Regions from separate parts of the Mus musculus genome. Here all the other regions are linked to region 3. The links are chromatin contacts, called in public HiChIP or PLAC-seq and promoter capture Hi-C maps. All regions are on one chromosome and are shown on one strand. Each heading gives the region's core, a stretch centred on a gene start, on an enhancer-like site or on the middle of the called end of the contact. The rest is flanking DNA. Distances are from core to core; before and after follow the strand shown.

Region 1 (4,014 bases), core at 725-3,224, 250 kb after region 3:
TACATTTAGTGATTTATGTCTACCTAACTAAATAGCTGTTTCATAAAGTATTCCAAGAAAGCTGCTCACAGCCTTACATAGAGAATCAAATGTCTTAGAGAAACAACACCAGGTTCTGAAAGAATCAAATTTATTGTTTTAGAAAGTTGCTGACTCCCTACAGTTCTACTTTCCCAATCCAGCCTGGAGCCAAAGGGACAAAGACAACCAAATAAGTTAGTGATAAAAGTTTGCTGTTTAGACCAGTTAACAACTTAGTAGACTCGTGTTTTGGTGTCTGGGACTTGAATTGGATTTTTCTCCAGAATTTAACAGGATACATTTCTTCTCCTAAGTATTAGGGGGCTGTAGAATTCCTTTTTACACACACACATGAAAAACCTTCTTCTTCAGCTTCACTAGATTATTAGATCTTTCCTTTTCCCTCTACCTCTTCAAACTAGTCTGTTCTTTCCCCTCTGCCTCCCTTTTCTTTTCCTCCCCCTCTCTTCCTCTCCTCTCCTCCTTCTCTCCCTCCCTTCTCTTGCCTCCCTGTGTTCCTGCCTCCTTTTCTTCTTTCTTCCTCCCTTCATTCTTTCTTTCTCATCCCTCCATGCCTCCTCCCTCTTTTCATCCATCTTCCCTTCTGCCTCTTGCTTCTCCTCCTCCATTTCCCTCTCCTCTCAACTTCATTTTCTACCCTTACTCCATCCCTTGTTTCTTCTTTACTCCCTCATCTTTATTCTCTATCATTCCTTGCTCCTTCTCTTTCTCTTCATTCATCTTCCTTCCCCTCCTTCCTCCCTCCTCCTCCCTCCTCCTCCCCTCCTCCCTCCCTTTATTCTCCATCCTCCCTCTCTTCATCCCTCCTCCCTCTCTTCATCCCTCCTCCCCTCCCTCCTCCTCTCCCTCCTCCTCCACCTCCTCCCTCTCCTCCTCCTCCACCTCCTCCCTCTCCTCCTCCCTCCCTTTATTCTCCATCCTCCCTCCCTCCTCCCTCTCTTCACCCTTCCTCCCCACCTTACCCCTCTCATCCTCCCCTCATTCCTCCCTCTCTCCACCCTTTCTCCCTTCCCTCTCATCTCCCCTCCTCCCCCTCCCTCCTCCCTCCCTTTATTCTCCATCCTCCCTCCTTCCTCCCTCTCTTAACCCCTTTTCCCTTTCCTCCTTCCCCCTCTTTACCTTTCCTCCCTCCATCTCCTTTGCTCCCACCTTCCTCCCTGTTCTCCATCTTCCCTCCCTTCCTCTTTCTCCCTCTCTTCAACCCTTCCCCTCCTTCTCCCTCTCTTCAACCCTTCCCCTCCCTCTCCCTCTCTTCATCCCTCTTTCATTCCTCCTCCTTCATTCTCTCTCCTCCCTTCTCCCTCCACCATCCTCCCTCTACTTCCTTCTTCTATTTGCCTTCTCCCTAACTTCTCCCTCCTCTATCTGCCCTTTTCTTGCTTCCTTCTTTCTGTCTCCCCCACCTATGATTTTCCCCTTCTCTCTCCTCCTCTCTCTTTACCACACTTCTTCCCCTTTCCTCTCTCCCCCCCCTTATTTCCTTATTCCATCTTCTACCCTGTGTTCTCTTAGCATCACTTAAAAAAAAGTTATCTAGTGGCTATCTTCTTACATGATATGTATCTTGACTACTTCCCAAGGTGTTTGGAAATGTTTCCAATTAAGAATTCTACAAAACTTTAGAAAGCTCATAGAAAAGGCCTTACTACCCCTCAGATGAGAGAGCTGCTTTTTTGAACAACTAGTGAACAACTACTAGCTTCAAAAAAACCTCAGAAGCTACAAGATCCCTTCTGAGAGTTGGATCTTAAAAACCCGTAAAAAGTGAGATGGATAAACTCATTACCTTGATGATAGAGTTGTTTTGTACCTTTGACTGAGTGTGTGTCACCCAGAAGTGAGATGTGCCCCTTTAGATGGAAGGGGGCAGTGCCAAGTTCTTAGGCACTTGCAGCTGGCTGCCACCCCGGTCAGCTGTTAGACCAGACTGATGGGCCAAGCTGTTTCCTGCTGGCTCTGACCCTGTGGTATGACAAGTATCTTTGTTGAGTCATAATACCTGGTGATGTAGCAACCTGAGCAAAGGCATGGCACACTTGGAAAACCCAGTAACCTTTTCATAGCCAAAGTATGCCAAGCTACCTACTGGAGGACACATTTTTCCTATGTCTCAGTGGGCACATGTATTTCACAACATCTTTCACAGTTCACAACCTCCTGATATCAAGCATCTTATTCCTTTCCCTCCTAGACTAATACCATTCATTAGCAGTTTGGTGGGGGTTGTAGTTTTCACAGACAGAATCGCTCCCAGTCTTGGCAAGTGAAACATTTTCCCACTTTTGTTTGCTTCTTTTTGAATTTCCCACTACAGCACCAGAGTTATGTGGCAGAGATGATTAGATTTATGTTGAGAGAAAGAAATTTTGACCAAAGTCATTCTTAGTTATCTCAGAGAAAATGGAAATTTAAAACCAGAGGCTGCCTTAGACACTAATAAGACACCTCCCATACTACCCAAAAAGAAGTCAGAAAATGTCTCTACCGTTGTAGTACCACAGTAGGCAATCATTTTGGACCTTTGGATGTTTTCTTTTGGAGAATTTGGATGCTGCGATGACTCTTCCAGTCTGCCTCAAGATGTTAGGTCTTTCTTCAACCCTCCATACTCTCCTGAAGCCTAGTTGCTAGCTGGTACTAGAACTTAAAATTCATGACATCACTGTTTCTATAGAGAACAATGACAGGACAAAATGGTTGGCCTTAGCCTTAGGATTCTCAGTGATCTACATGGTCAAATCATGAAAAAGACTTAAGCCCCCCACTTACTGTTTTCCATTTTGGCCAGTGATCATTGTTGGCTGTAGTATGTTTTAGAGAATTATCTATATCCATTGGGATGCCTCCTGTTTAAACCAGTTTAAAAATATTAGCACATACCAAAGGAGGGTCTCTCTTCTGTGTCCAAATCATACTTCACTTTACTTTGTCCTTTCCCTGTGTCTCTTCTTTCACCAATTGAATGTGAATAAAGTTAACCAAACCCAGAATCATTTGAGATGTTCCCCTAGATAATACAGTTTCATGTTGTGGTCATATCCTCATTTTCTTCTTGTTGAATGAGTTTTCCTGAAAAGAAGTAGACAAATTTCTATTTACCCAAGATAGGGCACTTATGATAAATTAAAAAAAATGATTTTACCAAAGTCTAGTTCAGTGAACCAATGAGTTTATTAGGGTTATATATAGGAACATATGAAGGGACTCTGGCCAGCTTGAGTGTGGCTAGCATGGTTCTGGCAGGCCTTGCCCTTCTCCTTGATTTCTTCTGCCTTGGTAAAAACTGTTAGATTACATTCCTAAAGCTACAATCCCAAGGTCTATTTGTTTATTTGGCCATGTCCTCCTCCTGAAGCTGACTACTAAAGTCCAGCCACCAAAGTAGTGAAGTCCAACAATCAAAAGCCCTGCTTGGCTCACCTAATTAACATTTTAAACACTTCAATCTAACACAGCTTTCCCCTTGTACCTTTATAAACTGCCATTTTCCTATGTGTCATGTCTGTTTCCTCTATATTCAGAGGCAGTCCTTTGTCCCCCATGACAAATATCCCTTCTCTCTATCCCTTGTTCCCTTCCCCTTCATCCTCCACCTCCTGTCTTAGTCTCTTATCCCTTCCCTTTGTCTCTCTCAGGTACAGGGCTCCTGAGGCGATACTTTTCCTAACAGCAAAGATGAGAGGTCTCTTACAGGACCATAGATGACTCTTAATGGCAGATGTACCACCAGAAAGATTATCCCATCATGGGTTATGACTAATGGCTGCTGCATTCCTAGAGCATCCTGAACAATTTAGGAACATGTTGGCCACTTGGAGAGTATCCTGTCCTCAGCAACTGTGCTCTTATTATTAATTCTTGGTGGGGGTGTCTTTAGAAATTTTGTAACTTTCATGACATTTCCTGAGGCTTTTAAGTTTTGTTAGCATCCTGAGTCATATAAGCTCCTCTCCTCTACTCCCTCCAGGAGGG
Region 2 (3,723 bases), core at 855-3,354, 150 kb after region 3:
CCTGAGGTGAGTATAGTAGGAACCTTTTTTTTTTTTTGTCAAAATATGTGTATTCTTGCATATACTATAGCTTGGTTGCTGCTAATCAGGGTCAGAGCCTGGGGGTATTTATAGTCTGTCTAAATTTCCCTTTAAGTCTCCTGTCAGCCTGGGTTACAGAATTGGGGCTAGAAGAGGAAAGAAGGGGGTCCAAATCCCCCTCCCTACCTATTTGGGCCTTAGATTGTTTCAGTGGAGCAACTACAATTTTAGTTCCTGTCTGCTCTCTGACTAAGTCATAGTTCTTTGGCAAATACTCCAGGCTATATCTACTCCTCAGGCTGTTTCTTGAACATTGACCTTATCCTCAGAACATTTTATAACCAGAGGAAGCACCTGTTCTCCTCAGCTGCTCTTGCTTCTTCATCGATACACTCTCTGCCTTACAATAGACTCTTCCCAGCTGCCACACAGCGCTTTACTGCCCCCCCCCACCATCCTGGGATCCCATAGTGAGATCCCTCTTGGGACACATACTTACTTATATGTCACTTGCTGAGGAGTGATAGCGTTCTTGTGTGGGGTGTAGATTTGAACTGTTTAGCCCTGTTTATTTACGTAGTCTGTTTCCAATCTCTCTGTGTTTGGCCTGCAGATCAAAACCATCCTGAGTGGTTTCATTATTAGAGGCTATCTGGGTAAGTGGACCCTTGTCATCAAAACTATCACTTTGGTGTTGGCGGTGTCATCTGGCTTGAGCCTGGGCAAGGAGGGCCCCCTGGTGCACGTGGCTTGCTGCTGTGGGAACATCTTGTGCCACTGCTTCAACAAATACCGGAAGAATGAAGCCAAGCGGAGAGAGGTAAGGACATGTGACTTTAACAGCCACCCACCACCACCTTCCACCCTGTGCTCTCTAACCCCCTCAGGAGCAGAAGTACTGTGCTCTCAGAGATCAAAATTTGGGGATTTCATGAGGGTAAATTCAAATAGCTTTTAGTTCTGCAGGTTCAGTTCTAGGAGTCCATCTTTTAGCCATCTTAGCATGTGTTTATATATCCACAGGTGTTTAGGGATACTCAGTACAAACTATTAACATTGTAAAAGTCTGAAATTAGCCAAAGGTCATTAAATAGAGGCTTGATTAAAAACTGTTTTTTGGGCCGGGTGTGGTGGCACACGCCTTTAATCCCAGCACTTGGGAGGCAGAGGCAGAGGTAGACAGATCTCTGAGTTCAAGGCCAGCCTGGTCTACAGAGTGAGTTCCAGGACAGCCAGGGCTACACAGAGAAACCCTGTCTCGAAAACAAAACAAAACAAAACAACTGTATTCTGCTCATATCATAGGAAACTATGCAACTATTTAAAAATAATGAGATGGCCCTCAGTATATTGACATGGACTGCTGACAACAGATAGCAGAAACTAAAGCTAGTTTGTGGGATACTTTGAATAATTTTTTAAAAATGTATTCCTATGTACTTATGAAGAACATATCTAGGGCTGGGGTGATATGGGTCAATAAAAAAATCTTTTAAAAAAAAATTGATTCTAGTCTCCCATGTTTGCCAGGTTTAAAAAAAATGATTTTTTTAAAAAAAATTTTTATTTATATGAGTACACTGTTACTGTCCTCAGACACACTAGATGAGGGCATAGGATCCTGTTACAGATGGTTGTGAACCACCATGTGGTTGCTGGGAATTGAACTCAGGATCTCTGGAAGAACAGTCGGTGCTCTCAACCTCTAAGCCATCTCTCCAGCCCCTAGAGCCCGTTTTTTAAAGTGGTACATACTTCTAATCCCAGAAATAGGGGGGTAGAGACAAGCAAAACTCTGGGGCTCACTGGCCAGCCAGTTTTGTCTGCTTGGCAGGTACCAGGCCGCTGAGAGACATTTTCTCAAAAAACCAAGTGGACGGTGCCTGATGCAGGTTGACTTCCCCTTGCACATACGTGTGCCTGCACTCACATGTACCTACCAGTATGCATGAAGATGAGCATTGGCAAAACCCACTAATATCTGCAAATGACTTTATTCTAAACTGTGACAAGCATGGACTTAGGGTGCATGGGGAAAGAGGACAGACGGAAAGGAGAAGTGGGACTTGACCTGTTTATTGTATTTATGTGGTTACTTCTTTTTTAAAACTTCTTTTTTGAGGAACTTGCTGTGGATAGAAGAGTGAATAGAAACAGCACATTTCGAACGACAGAGTTTTCTTGCTCCTAAACGCCACACTTGATTTAGTTCCTTCCTGTGTTAGACCTCTCTCTCCTCTCTCTCTCTGCCTGCTTCTTGCTTCAGCTCAGCTGAACTGTGTCCACAGTAGTACCTCTGTGCCCGTGCTCAGATCAGCCAGGTGTTAATGTGTACTATTTTGAGGAGGAAGAATGTTCTAAAAAAATTGTCCCAAGTCACTGGTTACTTTTATTGTGCAATAATTAAGGACCTTAGGAAGCAGTGCTTCTTGCTTGATTTTCCTTGAAGGGTCCAAAAAAATCACAGATGGAATAAGTTGAGGCCAAGATTATTTTTATTATTAAAAAAAGAGCTCTTGTAAAACTGGAACCCAGCAATTTCTCTTGAAGGGAAAAAAAAACATGAAAAGATTAACCACAGGCTCTGGAAACTGAAACGCTGGAGCTTTAAGTGTGGACTATTAAATAGGGAAAGTTCCTGGAATAGTCAGAAACGAGAGGAAAGCAAGCAGGAGTGGTAGAGGGTGTGTACGTAGACTGTCGCATTGTAGAGGGACAGAGAAGCTATGTGAAATTAAACAAGCTATTAAACAAGTGAAATCATGAAAACAATACCATTCTAAGGGCCAGGGATGGTGTTGGTTGTTGCTGCCTTACAGGGATCGAGTTGAGCTTGAAACTAGATTCCTTATAAAAGCTGAACTGTTTTTCTGAAAATTGCCAGACACGGACTCTTCTGAACATCTGGATCTTCACTCTATTTTCCGTAACACAGATATATCCCTAATTTTTTCCCCCTGTGTTGCTGGGGTCTAAACCCAGGGCCCCATGCAAGATATCTTATCTTGTGGTTCATAAGCAGCGGCCTTATCACAGTGAGCAGACCGGTGGAAATAAAGCAGATCTGAGTTGGAAGGGGCGCAGAGATTCCATTCAGTAATATAAAACTCAAGAGTCCTGTTCCTCTCCGTCCCGCTCCTATTTCATCCTAAACATATCTAGGAAAATTTCCTTTTACAAGTTGAGTTTTGGCTTCCCTATCCTTCTCTTTTGAGCTGCAACTTTTCAAAGCTCTCACTTTTTTGAAGGTTAGCACCAGAGCTTTCCCTCCTTGCTTTCCCTCCTTAATTTCCCTAGATGCTCTGCCGGTCCTGGAGAAACCTGGACTAGAAAGCCAAAAAACCATTTATTTTGTCAAGAAATATTTTATTCTTTGAAATTCTTAATTTTGCTCAATTTTACGTTTTGAAATCATTTCTCTCCACAGCTACTAGTATTGAAGGAAATGACTTGTTCCTATTCCTTCTAGTCTGTTCACATCACTAGTGTCAGTCCTGTACATTTCCCATGCCCATGCCTCTACACACAGGGCAATCCTCTCTAAACACCACTTGTTGTCCCACCCACCCCCTTTTGTCTATCTTTCCTGCTGATGCTCTATTCCTTTCACTTTCCTTGCAATCTGTCCTCTCTGCCCTTAAAAATCTACTTGTCTCTATTTATGTTTCTATAGGCCACGGAGACTAGCATAGGCTACAGGGG
Region 3 (4,182 bases), core at 1,535-4,034:
CAAACCAAAAACACACCTGATTTCAGTTCTTAAGGAAGAGTCCTAACAAAAGGATTGCCTTGTTCAAACGTTTTCACTATTGGGCATATTAGTAAAGTGCATATTTACCATGCACAAATCATGTGTGTGTGTGTGGTGTGTGCTCGCACATCACACATCAAAGCAAACTTCCTCAATTCTTCCCCCATTTGTTTCTGAATCAAGTAGGAATATCTGTCCAGCATTCCCAGTCCTTCTAATTTAGCCTCGGTTCCTTTCCATTCACACCACACACAACCTCTATGCTTCGATACTGTAGTGTGGTATGTAGTAATAGGCTGGAGTGTAGGTGACCATGGTGGTTTAAAAAACCCCCTTTGTCCTTTTCAGTCATAAGCTAGCAGCATCTTGCTGCCTGCCACTTGTTATCACCCACTAGTATTGTCATCACTAAATCACCCCATGTGTGTGGAGGGCATAAACGAAGCTGGCACACAGAAGCAGCTTTGATTTGGGGCTCAGGTATAGAGCTTTAGATAAAGGCCTACCTGGATCCAACATTTCATATCTACTCCAGGGTTCCCAAGAATGCAGAGCTCTGGATTCACTCCACAGTCCAGATCCACACAGTGATGATCAGGGTTTGAGCTTATGGAAGCATGGCTTCTTTTGAAATTCATCTAACGTTTAGTCTTCTCCCATGACCCTATCTTTTTTCTCTGTGAGATGACCATTTTTTTTCCTGTTAGGTTTTGTATTAAAATAAGCCCAAAACTTCATTGTGTTTGATTATAGCTTTATCTCTGGAAGCTTTGCATGGCTTGGGCTCAGATACAGGTTTTATATTTCCAAACCCTTAACTTATCCAAAGTAGGCATTCAAAATTCACTGAGCATACATGGCCTTACTGAATTTTGCTCCCTTGTGTTAACATTGCTGATCTGCCAGGCAAGATGTGCCTACTGGTGTAATAGTGGCATGTTGATGGCCACTTTCTGATTGAAACCTTTATCACAGGAGAGAATTTTATGCCTGATACTGTAACTCCATGTCTGGGTCACTCCTTGGGTAGAACCTGCTATTTTAATTTAGCTAAATGATTGCCTTCCAAATATTAGTGTCTATAGCTATAGATCTGGGCTGTTCTCAACTTTGGTCTGAGGAGCTTCTTTTTGCCATGAAACACAGAAACTCACAACTGGCCAAAGTTCTGAGAAGAGACTGAGTGCTCAGCCCGAAGTCTAAATGACAGAATTCTCAACCCTACCCCCACCCCCAATTAGGCCTAAGGGCCATCTTAGAAGAGGAGATTGAAAGAATGCAGGAGCTGGAGGATGCACAGGAGTGCTGTAAAAGACTGTCCTTTGTCCACAAGGTCACTGACTCCTGAACAAGACCAAGCCACCAACATTCCTACAGAGATGGGAGAGGTGATATCCAGACTCTATTTCTTACTGAGATTCCATTGGTAGTTGATAGCTTCCCACCTGGGGAGAGAGAATTGCTCTTCTTTGAGGGTGTGACCTCTGGTAGGTTTTTCCTGGTCTGTCGAATGGTCCCACACTCTTGCAAATATGGGCAGCACTAACTGGATTTATTGGGTTACTAACACAAGAAATTTGAAATTATGAGGGGAGGTGTTGGGGGAAATATGGATTTCTTGGGGAGAATTGGAGGGAGCAAATGGAAGCGTATAAGATTATAGTTTATTGTATACTTGTATAAACTTCTCAAAGAAAAAAAAAGTCTACGGGTGTGGCACAGGTCTACAATCCCAGCGCTTGGGAGGCAGAAGCAGCTGAGTATCTGTGATCCCAAGGCCAGTTTAGTTTACATGGTGAGTTTCAGGCATCCAAGGCTAAATAGTGAGTCCCTGTTGCAAGAAAAAAAAATACTATTTACTACAGTGGATTTTGAATTTGAATACTTGGCTTCTAGGTAGATTACTTGTGTTGATGATGTGGATTCCAATCTTAGTTCTTGCAATAAATTAATAGCTGCACTCCATTTGTATAACCTGTTCATTCCTCACAAGGATAGGATAGTTCTTCTAATTATTCGGAATGGCTTTGGAGACAGAGAGACCTCAGTTGGAATCTGAGCTTTATTTTGTGTTTTGTTTGTCTGTTTTTGAGACAGCATCCTGCCTTCAAACTTACAATATAGCCTAGGATGACCTCGCATCGATTCTCCTGCCTTCAACCTCAAAGAATCGGGATTAGAAGTATATGTCACCTTGAGTTTTCGCTTGACAATGATTAAATTGGCAATAATACCTATAAGTAACTGCAGTATAGATTTCCCTGTGTTGGATTAAATTGGCCCCTGCAAGCACTACTGTATTTGATCACTATTCTTATTGCTACTACAGTGTGAGATTGGAAAAGCTATGTAACCTTTCTGAGCCTCTGTATTTTTATGAGGGAAAACGGATAATGACACACTCTTCATGAGTTCTTGTGAGCATTAAATGAAACGAATAAAGTATATTAGCCAGAACAATGCCTGGCATAAGGGAGGCTTAAATTTGTGGTCTGATGTCCGCTGTGGGCAAGATACTCAGGATAAACAGTTTGTTCTAAAGACAAAAGCAAAACCAAGGTAGGCAATCTGCAAACAATGAAACCGAAGGGAGCATTGCTTTTTTTTTCCCCCAAATGCAACTGACACGCCCCGCATTTGGGTTGGATCCGCCCAGTCCTCATTAAATATGGCTGCAAGCCCGACTACCCTATTGCGGTTGCGCATGCCGAAGCTCCTCCCAGCTGCTGCTTCTCGGTGGCGCTTTCCCCCCTGGCCGGCCCGAGGTGCCTGGAGCGGGCCCTCCGTGGCGCGCATGCGCAGACGCCGTCTTGGCAGAGCTAATACTCCAAGGCGCCTGTCACATGAGCCTCGCTCCCGCTCCGCTCCCCCTCCTCCCGGCTGGGCTGTGTGAATGAAGCTCTGCCGGCTACGTGGGGCGCTAGCTCTACTCGCCGTGTGGAACGCCAGAGCCGACTGAGCGCGCTGCCCACCGCCGGTGGACACGGGCTCCGCCGCGCCGGACCTCGGTGACAGGTAAAGGCAAATGGGCTTCCCTTCCCCAACAGGTCCTTCCCGGCTCACCGGCCGCCGGCCCACCCGAGGAGCCCCCCGGTACGGCGAGCAGGGAAGAACGCTCGCCTGCCACCGCGGTCCCCGGAGCTGGCGTTCCCTCTGCCCGGCCGCCACTGAAGGAGGTGGTGGACAGCCTGGTTCCTGCCAGAGCGGGGCGGCATCTCCTCGGCAGCCCAGCCCTGTTCTGGGGAGCAGGGTCCCCAGGCTGCCGATCGAAGTTTCCTTGCCAAGCGGCGCCAAGCCCACCCAGCTTTGAAAGCGGGGAGCTTGGCTGCCCGCGTCGCTTCTCCAGAGGACAGGGCTGGGGCGGCGTTCGCTGGGAAAGCGCAGCCGAGGCCAGGTTCGGCTTGCTCCTGCTTTGGACCCGCCACAGGTTTCTAGGGCTTCTTAGCGAAGTGCAGTCCAGACGGTCTGGGCGAAGAAGTTGGTGTGCGTTTTCGCCCTTTGCCGCCCAATGCGCTTAAGCTGCTGCTTCCAGAGGTTGGAGCCCCGCGCTCCAGCTCCTTTCCAAGTAATGGAAAGAAAGCTTTAGCTTTAGCTTAACTTTGACGTGCTTTTTACCTTTATGAACGTTTCAGAACAAATCAGTTGACTGAAGTTGGACGGGTGGCCCTGTGATAACGTCAGTGGAAGCTGCGCCGAGTAAATGAGGGGAAAGCCAGAAGGTGAAGCATTAAAAACCAGTGAGACTCCCCTTTACACATACTTCATAAATGTATTAGTAATTTCCCGGGTTGAATTTCAGAGCTGTTAAATTTCCCCTTGTTCCACGACGTGCTGATCAGTAAGTACTTCTTAACAGTAAAATAGGAGGGGGATGGGGAGTCGACTTAAACTGAGCCATGTTCCAGGTAAACTCATTGGAGCACTTTTCCCTGGTGAATTCATCCTTAGAGTTTAAGCTCTCTTTTTCTTGGATTTCAGGAGCCTCTCCTCATCCAAAGCCCAGTCTTTGTTGGAGTTTTGAGGACTGGCGCACACACGAACCCTTTTTGTTCTTTAAAGAAAAAGAGGTCATTAAAGAGGGCCAACACTATTCTCCAACTAGTATTAGCCTTAAGCGTTTGGGCTTTAGCTTTCCCACTTCAGAGTTGCACACGTTGGTTA

The links. Promoter capture Hi-C pulls out the DNA fragments that hold promoters and counts their contacts. HiChIP or PLAC-seq counts read pairs in DNA pulled down with a chosen protein or histone mark.
Region 1: a contact with region 3 is called in a promoter capture Hi-C map of 3T3-L1-derived adipocytes, with 3 times the contacts expected there. The contact joins the promoter of Akap4 here to the promoter of Clcn5 in region 3. A contact is called at or near these places in 11 of 39 promoter capture datasets (the 3T3-L1 cell line, 3T3-L1-derived adipocytes, the C10 cell line and 5 more), 3 of 115 datasets of contacts at active chromatin or transcription factors (bone marrow-derived macrophages, large pre-B cells and stem cell-derived neural progenitor cells) and 2 of 9 other capture datasets (adipose tissue and liver).
Region 2: an H3K4me3 HiChIP or PLAC-seq map of bone marrow-derived macrophages shows a contact between it and region 3, with 6 times the contacts expected there. The contact joins the enhancer-like site here to the promoter of Clcn5 in region 3. A contact is called at or near these places in 8 of 39 promoter capture datasets (3T3-L1-derived adipocytes, the C10 cell line, hippocampal neurons and 3 more), 1 of 15 datasets of contacts at CTCF or cohesin (pro-B cells), 7 of 484 Hi-C or Micro-C datasets (the 63-12 cell line, the G1E-ER4 cell line, centroblasts and 3 more), 7 of 115 datasets of contacts at active chromatin or transcription factors (bone marrow-derived macrophages, craniofacial prominence, embryonic forebrain and 4 more) and 2 of 9 other capture datasets (adipose tissue and pancreatic islet).

What each region holds. Positions count from the first base shown.
Region 1 is chrX:7,066,170-7,070,183 of GRCm38.p6, reverse strand. Akap4 (A kinase (PRKA) anchor protein 4) reads right to left here and starts at 1,974. Exons shown (of 6, transcript NM_001042542.2): 1 at 1,829-1,974.
Region 2 is chrX:7,167,427-7,171,149 of GRCm38.p6, reverse strand. It overlaps Clcn5 (chloride channel, voltage-sensitive 5), which reads left to right. Exons shown (of 14, transcript NM_001243762.1): 7 at 1-6; 8 at 635-841. Among named protein-coding and RNA genes, the nearest start is that of Mir500, 68 kb to the left of the region's middle. Within about 2 kb of position 2,104, at least 25 of the 459 cell types and tissues checked have an H3K27ac peak or open chromatin away from gene starts, as enhancers often do. A contact at or near this core is called in the 63-12 cell line, bone marrow-derived macrophages, centroblasts and 2 more, where this site is marked.
Region 3 is chrX:7,317,960-7,322,141 of GRCm38.p6, reverse strand. Clcn5 (chloride channel, voltage-sensitive 5) reads left to right here and starts at 2,784. Exons shown (of 14, transcript NM_001243762.1): 1 at 2,784-3,036.